Regions from separate parts of the Triticum aestivum genome. Here regions 1 and 2 are each linked to region 3. A link is a contact called in public Hi-C data. All regions are on one chromosome and are shown on one strand. Each heading gives the region's core, a stretch centred on a gene start, on an enhancer-like site or on the middle of the called end of the contact. The rest is flanking DNA. Distances are from core to core; before and after follow the strand shown. Region 1 has its middle 74 kb from the start of LOC123085418. Region 2 holds the start of LOC123085418 (AT-hook motif nuclear-localized protein 19). Region 3 has its middle 29 kb from the start of LOC123085417.

Region 1 (2,779 bases), core at 26-2,525, 130 kb before region 3:
TAAATCGGCATTGCCAAGGCACAACCTTTCCTGCGGCCTTGTCCACTAGGTGTTGTAGGTCAATCTTCCTGAGTCGGTAAACCGACAGCGGAAGGCCAAGGTAGCGCATGGGGAAGGTCGAGCGCTTGGCCGGGAAGCTCTCAGCTCACTTCCATCCTAGCTAATTTTGGGGAGGTTACTGGCCTGTTGACAAACTTGGAGAAGAGCACCGTCGCGTCTATTCGGTGTGATGGTATCAGCCAAAGTTGGATATAAGAAGTGTTGTGTAATGCCATTTAGACCATGTTTAAATTTTTCGCCCATTGAAACGCACGGACATTTGTACTAGTATTATATAAGGAGCGAAATAAAATGTGGTTAAGCCAATGAAAATTGGTTATTTTAGGCACAATTCGTGCAAGGTGCGGCTCCATGCCTCCATCTACCCATGCTCTTTCTGAACGAGTGTTGTGGGCAAGCAAAACTTGCACTTTAGAAGCAGCTAGTTTCTCTGAACGCTTATACTACCTGCAGCTTACAAGTTACAAGTATGTCTTCTAGTGTTTTGTTTTGTATGAATATATACAGGGCCATATTATTATCTTGGTTATTTTCCTGTGGCATTTAATCAGGAACAGTTCCACAAAGCTCGCTTTCCGGCAAGAGAAGCCCAAAATTAATGTTTACAAGATAGGGACTGCGTCCCTGGGGACACGCACAGAGTAGTGCCTTCTGGCTGCTGCCATACGTGCATGTTTGCCTTGACGTTATTATTATTATGTGTTGCCAATGCCAGCCACACCTGTTCTTGTCGTTCATCGTTTTTAAAGACCAGCTGAAGCAATAGATGACTGGGGATGGACAGACACACTGACCGGTCATCCTGCTCCATCTACACTTCAGCCATCCATTTGGTTAGGTAATTAATCCAGCCGGTTTGAATTGAAATCAGTCAGCTTATTTAAATCGAACACCCAATCCCAGGTTACATCAGAGTATCGCACCAAATGGATAGTTCTTCTAGAGAGTTGCTCTCGCATATACGGAGTACTACTATGTACTATCAGCACGGACGCTGATGTTGCTGCTTTTACCACAAATGAACAAGCACTACATTTCCCAGCAGAGGCAGCAGCGAGGCCGCTGCAGGCGGCCAGCGACCGAGCGAGGGCCTACCGCCTTAGGGTTGGTATGACGGTAGGGCCGCTAGGTTTCGTGTTGGTGTCGCACGTACATGGCATGGCCAAACTCCGATGGTTGGAGCGTTGCGATCGGCGACAGCGACGGAAGCGAGGCGACCTGTGTGGCCGCAGTCGGAAATAATGGGCCAAGTGCAACGCATTGCATGCACCTGATCCCTATCCTGACGCCCCCTTTAGAAATCGGCACCCATTGACGTGACGTCTCGACATTGACTCGCTGCTCCGTAATCAAGGGTTTGATTTTGGAGGGTGAGAAAGAATCGCGCGCGCACAACTACTCATACAAGTCGACATCGTCCACGAGCCATGGGGCCGGGGCCGCTCTTGTTTTCTTAACCACCAGCTAAGCTAGAAATGATGGATCCGTGTGATGGGGCGGTGTAACGTGTAGTGCTCCATTAGAGCACGAGCAGATCAGGTTGCATTCCGACGGCATTATAAAGAGAGACCAGAACAAACAAGACAGAGAGACCAAGGAAAGTATTAAGGCACCAAATACAAATAAGGTACCGGGACAGCCTAACATTGGCGAGTGGCTACAATATGGAGATGCCGTTTACAGGTGTCTCTTTTCCTTGCCGTAGAAGATATGTGCAACTCATGATATATTGATTGGATGCATATGCACGTATATATAAGTACATAGGAGAGCCATGTCTTCAACTATATAAGAAAGAAGGAGGGTTTGTTGTACAAGAAATACACATGCAATATCACATCTCAACATCCCCCACAGTCGAAGCGGCACCATGGTCGACGCAAAGACTGGATCGAAACTCCTCGAAGGACGCAGTAGGCAAGCCCTTGGTCATGATGTCAGCAAACTGTTGGGAAGTGGGGACATGTAACACGTGTACATGGCCAAGAGCCACCTGCTCCCGAACAAAATGGATGTCAATCTCAATGTGCTTGGTGCGTCGATGATGAACCGGGTTGGCGGAGAGGTAGACAGCGGAGACGTTGTCACAATAGACAATGGTGGCCTTGTCAACCGGGGACAAGAGCTCGTGAAGAAGCTGACGAAGCCAATAACACTCTGCAACGACGTTAGCAACCGCGCGGTACTCTGCTTCAGCACTGGAGCGAGAGACCATAGGCTGGCGCTTGGACAACCAGGAGATGAGTGGTGGTCCAAGATAGACGCAATATCCAGAGGTTGAACGGCGCGTATCAGGATAGCCGGCCCAGTTAGCATCAGAGTATGCAGTCAGGTCGAGAGAAGGCGAAGCCCGAAGTGTCAATCCGAGACCCATAGTGTCGCGGATATAGCGAAGAATACGCTTCACCAAGGTCCAGTGGGCATCTCGAGGAGCATGCATATGGAGGCACACCTGCTACACGTCGTACTGAAGCTCCGAGCGAGTGAGGGTGAGGTACTGAAGAGCACCAACAACCGACCGGTAAAAAGGAGCATCCGAAGCTGGAGAACCATCTGTGACAGAGAGCTTAGCCCTCGTATCGACAGGCGTGGTGGCGGGTTTGCAGTTAAGCATCCCTGCACGGTCAAGAAGCTCGTGAGCGTACTTCTGCTGATGAAGGAAGATGCCATCTGCTCGGCGAATAACCTCGATCCCGAGGAAATAATGGAGAGGACCCAA
Region 2 (2,847 bases), core at 271-2,770, 200 kb before region 3:
ATACCTCAAGAAGCTTGGATCTTATGAAACTGGACTGTACATGCTATCTATAGTAGTTAAATGCATTATAAGAATCGATCATTGGAAATTAGGAGGCGAACACCAATTGATCATTGGAAATTATAAGAAGCTAATTGACGAGCAACCATTGTTCGTTGGGTTGTTGATACCTGTAGGAATTTCACATTCCCAAGCTTCAAAGACGGAAGAGGAATGAAAACAAAAAAGGGAAAAAAAATATCATACAAGTACCCATGCATGACATAGCACATTAATTAACAAGATAATGGAAGCTAGGCAAACAACTAGGGAGGAAGCAGAAAGCTAAACTAGCTAGGTAGAGGAACCGCGCGCGCGATTCACCTCGCCGGTGCAGCGCTAGAATGACGTCGGCGGAGGCCGCGCCACGGCCGCCTGCCCCCACTGCCCGAACACGTCGCTAGGCGGCGTCTGCGGCACCGCGTACATCGGCGGGGGCACGGCGGCGCCCCCGCTGCCCTGCTGCTCCAGCTGCGTGGCGGCGCCCTCCGACCCGGACAGCACGGCGCCCTCCTCGGCGTCTTGATCCAGCGGCAGCCTCTCGTACGTGGCGTTGCCGAACGTGGCCGCGATCACCATGACGGGGCCGGACGCGAGAAGCTCCCCCATCACGCTGCCCCCGACCACCTGCCCCTGCCCGCCGGCGAGGTAGACGGCGAGCCCCGTCGCCCCGGGCGGCGCCGGCGCCGGGAGGAAGGCGCCGGACAGGGAGAGTATCTCGAAGCGCCCCCTTAGGGCGACGGCGGCCGCCCCGGTCCCCGCGGGCTGGCGCAGCGTGACGTTGGTGACGGCGCCGCTCCCGCTGAGGACGGAGACGCCGCGCTGCCTGCGGCGGGAGAAGGCCGCGATGGCCTCCACGATGTCGGCCCCGCTGGCGATCTCCAGCACGTGGGAGCGCATCGCGTTGGGGCTCTCCCGCGTCACCACCACGGGCGGCTTGGGCTTGTTCTTGGACCCCGGGGGCCTGCCGCGCGGCCGGCGGCCCGACCCCGAGGAGCCCCCGCCGGCCGAGGGCGGCGGCGACGCGTCGTCCTCGTCGTTGTTGCTGCCGGCAGGGACGTGGGCGTAGGCGTGGTTGCCCTGGAGCGGGTGGCCGTCCATGCTCCCCATCTCCTCGGCTTGGGCTTCGGCCGCCGCGCCGGCCGGCCACCAATCTGCCAGCCCTACAATTTTCGCGGTCGTCGCCGAGGAACGAAGATGGCACACACAGCCTTAGGCTCCTGCAAGAGCTTCTCCAATGCAAGCGGCGGCGGCGGCGGCAGTGAGTTTCTGGTTGCTAGCGAGTGGTTGTATGGTATGGGACGGAACTATGGGCGTTGGCGTTGCTCTCACCGGCTAGGAGGAGGAGTATTTATTTACGGCTCCTTCTAGAAATTCGCTTCGCTTCTCCGCTCTCGTCGGCGCGGGCGCGGGGTAGCAGTCGTAGTCGCACTCGCACAATCGAAACCACTCTGCTACGATCAAACGGGACGCTCATCGCTTGGCTCCCGACTGGGTACCGAGGCAGTATATATGCAAGGTACGGCCCTGTGGCAAATGTAACGGCACTGGTAGTACGTCGCGGTTAGTTAGTGTGACCCGGCCAGTGGGCAGTGGCCACATGCGTACGCACGTTAAGCAGTGTTTAGGAGAGGGAGGCATGGCCTTCTGATCGGGTCAGGTGGGCTTTGAAAAAATGTCGTGCAAATGGACGAAAACGGAACAGCTGCGCGCCGAGAGGCCTTCGGAAGCACGGAGCTGTTTAAGCACGTGCCTCTTTTGAATGCCATGACGAAGACGACGGAGTCCATAATGACCCTTCCCTCTTTGCCTGCCCTGCCAACCCATGGTTGATTCCCGCTTTTTGGTGTGCAGGATGTGTTCAAGTTCAACACATACGACTTTACATGCATGTGCTCAATTTGAAAATCACACCTCTCTTGTGAAAATAGCAAACGCCATATATTAGAATCGACTAGTCCTTATAAGACTGGTAATTCAAGTCTGAGCCCGGGCTCATCTACACCTGATGAACAGCAAATTCATAAAAATACTAACAAAATTCAAAAAAATCAGAATTTTTTAGGCATCGACGATGATCGAGTGTGCAAGGAGCGTGTAAATTTTCATGATGTTTCGGCATTCGAGGATCTATAGGCAAAAAAGACAAATTGGGCCCAAACAATGTACTTTTTTAAAGTTTCTTTCCCAGCCATTTTTTTTGTCTTTTTTATCACGATCACGCTGAATGTCCAAACATGATAAATTTTTGCATGCACATCACACGTTTAAGCATCTTGGATGCCAACAAATTTCAGTTTTTTTGGATTTTATTGCTATTTTAGACAATTACTGTCCACGCCCATGTGCATATGCATATGGGCACTGAATCGCTTCCTTATAAGACCATCATTACAAAAACTAAAAATTACATACCAATCCTTGCAGAAATCAACGCTGTCTTCCTCCTGCACTCGCAGGCGGCACGCAACCACCTTCGCATCTGGACCTTCGAAATACAATTGAATGTCCGAATGTCGCCAGCCGGAGAAGGAGCCACATGATTAATACAAGAAACGACACCGTCCACTCCACCAGAAGACATCCTCGAAGGCCACCTACATAATATGGCTCAACCAGATCCACCACTCTTGAAGAACAACAACCAGACGATTCCCCTCCCCTCCTCTACGACACCGATGAGACTGCCGTCTGCAAGATGCACCAGGAGTCGGGAACCTTGTCCAAGATGCCACCGTCACCACCACAACGATGGTGTTGGGGAAAGAAATTCTAATCCTAAGAAATCCAACTATAGTGCCACAATGC
Region 3 (2,822 bases), core at 111-2,610:
CACATCGGTCCCGGCAGGACTCGTAATACGGCGGACCGGTGATGGGGAAAGGGAAATTGGAAGGCTCCCAGGAGGTCCGCGATAATCCTGCCCTGGAGGATCTGAGTGCCTGATATAAGCAGTGTCAGTCAGCTCGAGCATTTGAGACCCGTTTGACGTGCCTACCTGAGTCACTTTTTTATGATCAGGCCGTCCGCTTAGGTGTTTGAGGCGGGTTTGGGATGCCCGGCTGTGAATGCTCTAATGAGGTATAAGAATCAGTCGTAAACTTAGTTCTTAATCATGGTGTCTGCTACTACATCCCTTGACTAAGTACCCACGTGGAATGGAACCGTGAGCGCCGGAGGGGGACCTCAAACATTCCCCAAAAAACGCACCGACATCCCCGCTGTCGCCTTGGCTTGTCAAACCTGCATGCCAATCTACTACGCCGAAAGAGCGGTCTGGTTGCTTCCCTTGCAAATGAAGTAAACCTTTGCGGCCAGACCACGAGGCAGTTTGACGAACGCATTGCCGACGGAGCAATAGAAAGAACCTTACGCGTGTGTGTTGCTCGGAGACGGAGGCGCCCCGCCGCAAAGCACATATAGATACTCCAGCTTTGAGCTGCCGGTTCGCCACGGCCCCCGACCCGTGCCTTAATTTGCCTGCCGCCGTATGAATGTGTGTTGTGCAGCGGCAGACGTAGTATATGATTGCACCTCAAGTTACCCTACCGGCCCCGACGTGAACGCGACCACTGCAACCGGCCGGCAGACTCCCGCCCAACCTACTCTATCTAATCCATCAAACTATGCAAGCAACTCAAGTCAGATCATCCAACCGCGCGTACGTAAAGATGAAATCAAGTCCCTGTCTCTGTCTGTCTGCCTGCCCACATGCATTCGAGGCTGCACCGTATGGACCATTTCATGTCATGCATTAAACAAAATTTGAACAGATTTTCATACGGACGTGGAGTCTTTGACTTGGAGCGGCCACTCAGCGTGGTATCTGACCTCACCCAATGAACGACAAACAGGCAGCCACAATGGAAACTGGCACTCCTGTTGCAATCCTAGCTTCAGATAGGTCTTATATTTTTAGCCGACGGCGCGGCTCCGAGACAAATATCCGGAGAAGCCAGAGCGGAGCACGGTCCGATCACGTCTCGGTTCTGAAGCGGGCGTTGAATTTGGAGCGTCTACTACAGCCCGACCGTGTATAAATAATCGCATTATCACATGTACGTATATGCCTGGATATATATAGATTACTGGCGGCGCCGAAGAGCTTGTGGCCAGGATTGGCTCTGCCTTGGTAACCTTGGTTGACATCCTTTTAGAAAACAGATATCAGCAGAGGGCAGATCAGCCATGTCAGCACCGCCAACGACAGGTAGCTCGTGGGATAATGCCCTGAGCGAACGTGAGCCACGCAATGGAACGGAAATGGATCGATCGAAGTTGGTGTCTTTGACTTTCTTCTTCTCCGCTGCTCCCCACTTGCAGTTGGATGGCTCCATCTCTATCTCTATCTCTATGAAAGTGAAGGGGATTGCAACGTTGAAATGCGTTGTCGGGTTGTTCCTTCCTGCATCGCACCTGTCCATTGTTCTAGTCTGTGCGCTTTGAGCTCTTCCGTTTTCGTTTCGATTTCTCTCTATCAGGAACAGCCACAAGTGGCTACTGGCTGTGGTCATATATCAAGCCACGGTAACACACTGTCAAAAGCTGGGACGGTTTTGCACACTGTCAAGAAAAGTTTTGAGCCGGATGGTTTGCTTTGCTAGAAAAATGAAGGTGTCAGCCGCGGCCTCTGCAAGGTCTTTGTCAAACTGCTCCCTGAACAGACCGGTCATTCTTTTTTTCAGGCAAGACAGTAGGTCATCCTACTGCCTATTTTCTTCTTCATAAAGTGCTGGCTAAAGGAAAAGACTAATGCAAGGTCATAAGCCCACGCACAACAAGGTAAATGAAAGTTTCTATCTATGATTCCAATGCAAGTCCCCGTAGGTTTTCCTTTTGCTCTGTGCACAAGGAGACACATTTCTTCTTTGAATTTTTTCCTGAGCTAGTATATATATTTTTGCTGGATTCCTTTGAAGATCTGATCGTTTCTGGTGCTCCAAATTGCCCAGGTGGCTACTGGCTAGTAGCATGACATTTTCCATATAGAAAGGAAGATACAAACATCATTTCAGGTCAGAAACTATATCTTTGAATATTCATAGGTTCAGACTCTCAGGATATTCCTAACCAATCCCTTATAACCCGTTAGAGGAGTAAAATTTATGTTTTACTCCTTTAAGCGGCACCTAGCCGACCCCTTATTTGTCGTAAGTGAGTAAAGTTTTTACTCTATCCCCAAACTTTTTCTTAAATTTACTCCACCGCTCGGCAGCTGAGTAAAAGCCGTGCCTCTCCCTCGTGTCGCCCCCGTCCCTGCACTTTCGCCAGCACTACTCCTGGCGACCCCCGCCAGCCCAACCGCTACCTCGTTGCCTCCCCCACCCTCCGCCGCCCTTTTCCCGACGTCGAGACCGTTCGACCCATGTCGCCGTCGCCGGAATCAGGTGAACCGTCGCCATTGTTGTTGATTCGTCGGATTGCTTCTTTTCTTCTTCTTTTTTTGTCGGCTGCCGCATCTCACGTTGATTGCACACCGCAGAAGGTCATTCCCTCTTGTCCCCACCGATCTGTTTGGTTAAAACGACACCGGTCGGCCGATGCACCACCACCGCACCGCAAGTGTTCGAAGAATTGGCTAGGTGGTTTTTTTTATCGTTTCTTTGTGAACCAAGTCATTTGGATTGAACCTAGCCGTTTAAATTGTAGATGAAG

What was found. Hi-C and Micro-C count contacts between places; a contact is called where the count stands out from the background.
Region 1: a Hi-C map of leaf shows a contact between it and region 3, with 6 times the contacts expected there. The contact joins two enhancer-like sites. A contact is called at or near these places in 2 of 5 Hi-C or Micro-C datasets (both in leaf).
Region 2: a Hi-C map of leaf shows a contact between it and region 3, with 9 times the contacts expected there. The contact joins the promoter of LOC123085418 here to the enhancer-like site in region 3. A contact is called at or near these places in 3 of 5 Hi-C or Micro-C datasets (leaf and an unstated tissue) and 1 of 1 datasets of contacts at active chromatin or transcription factors (leaf).

What each region holds. Positions count from the first base shown.
Region 1 is chr4A:102,958,922-102,961,700 of IWGSC CS RefSeq v2.1, reverse strand. No RefSeq gene overlaps it. Among protein-coding and RNA genes, the nearest start is that of LOC123085418, 74 kb to the left of the region's middle. Within about 2 kb of position 1,275, at least 3 of the 8 cell types and tissues checked have an H3K27ac peak or open chromatin away from gene starts, as enhancers often do. A contact at or near this core is called in leaf, where this site is marked.
Region 2 is chr4A:103,033,395-103,036,241 of IWGSC CS RefSeq v2.1, reverse strand. It overlaps LOC123085418 (AT-hook motif nuclear-localized protein 19), which reads right to left and starts at 1,520. Exons shown (of 1, transcript XM_044507048.1): 1 at 89-1,520. The coding sequence starts at 1,149. The coding sequence ends at 379.
Region 3 is chr4A:102,829,484-102,832,305 of IWGSC CS RefSeq v2.1, reverse strand. No RefSeq gene overlaps it. Among protein-coding and RNA genes, the nearest start is that of LOC123085417, 29 kb to the right of the region's middle. Within about 2 kb of position 1,360, at least 2 of the 8 cell types and tissues checked have an H3K27ac peak or open chromatin away from gene starts, as enhancers often do. A contact at or near this core is called in leaf, where this site is marked.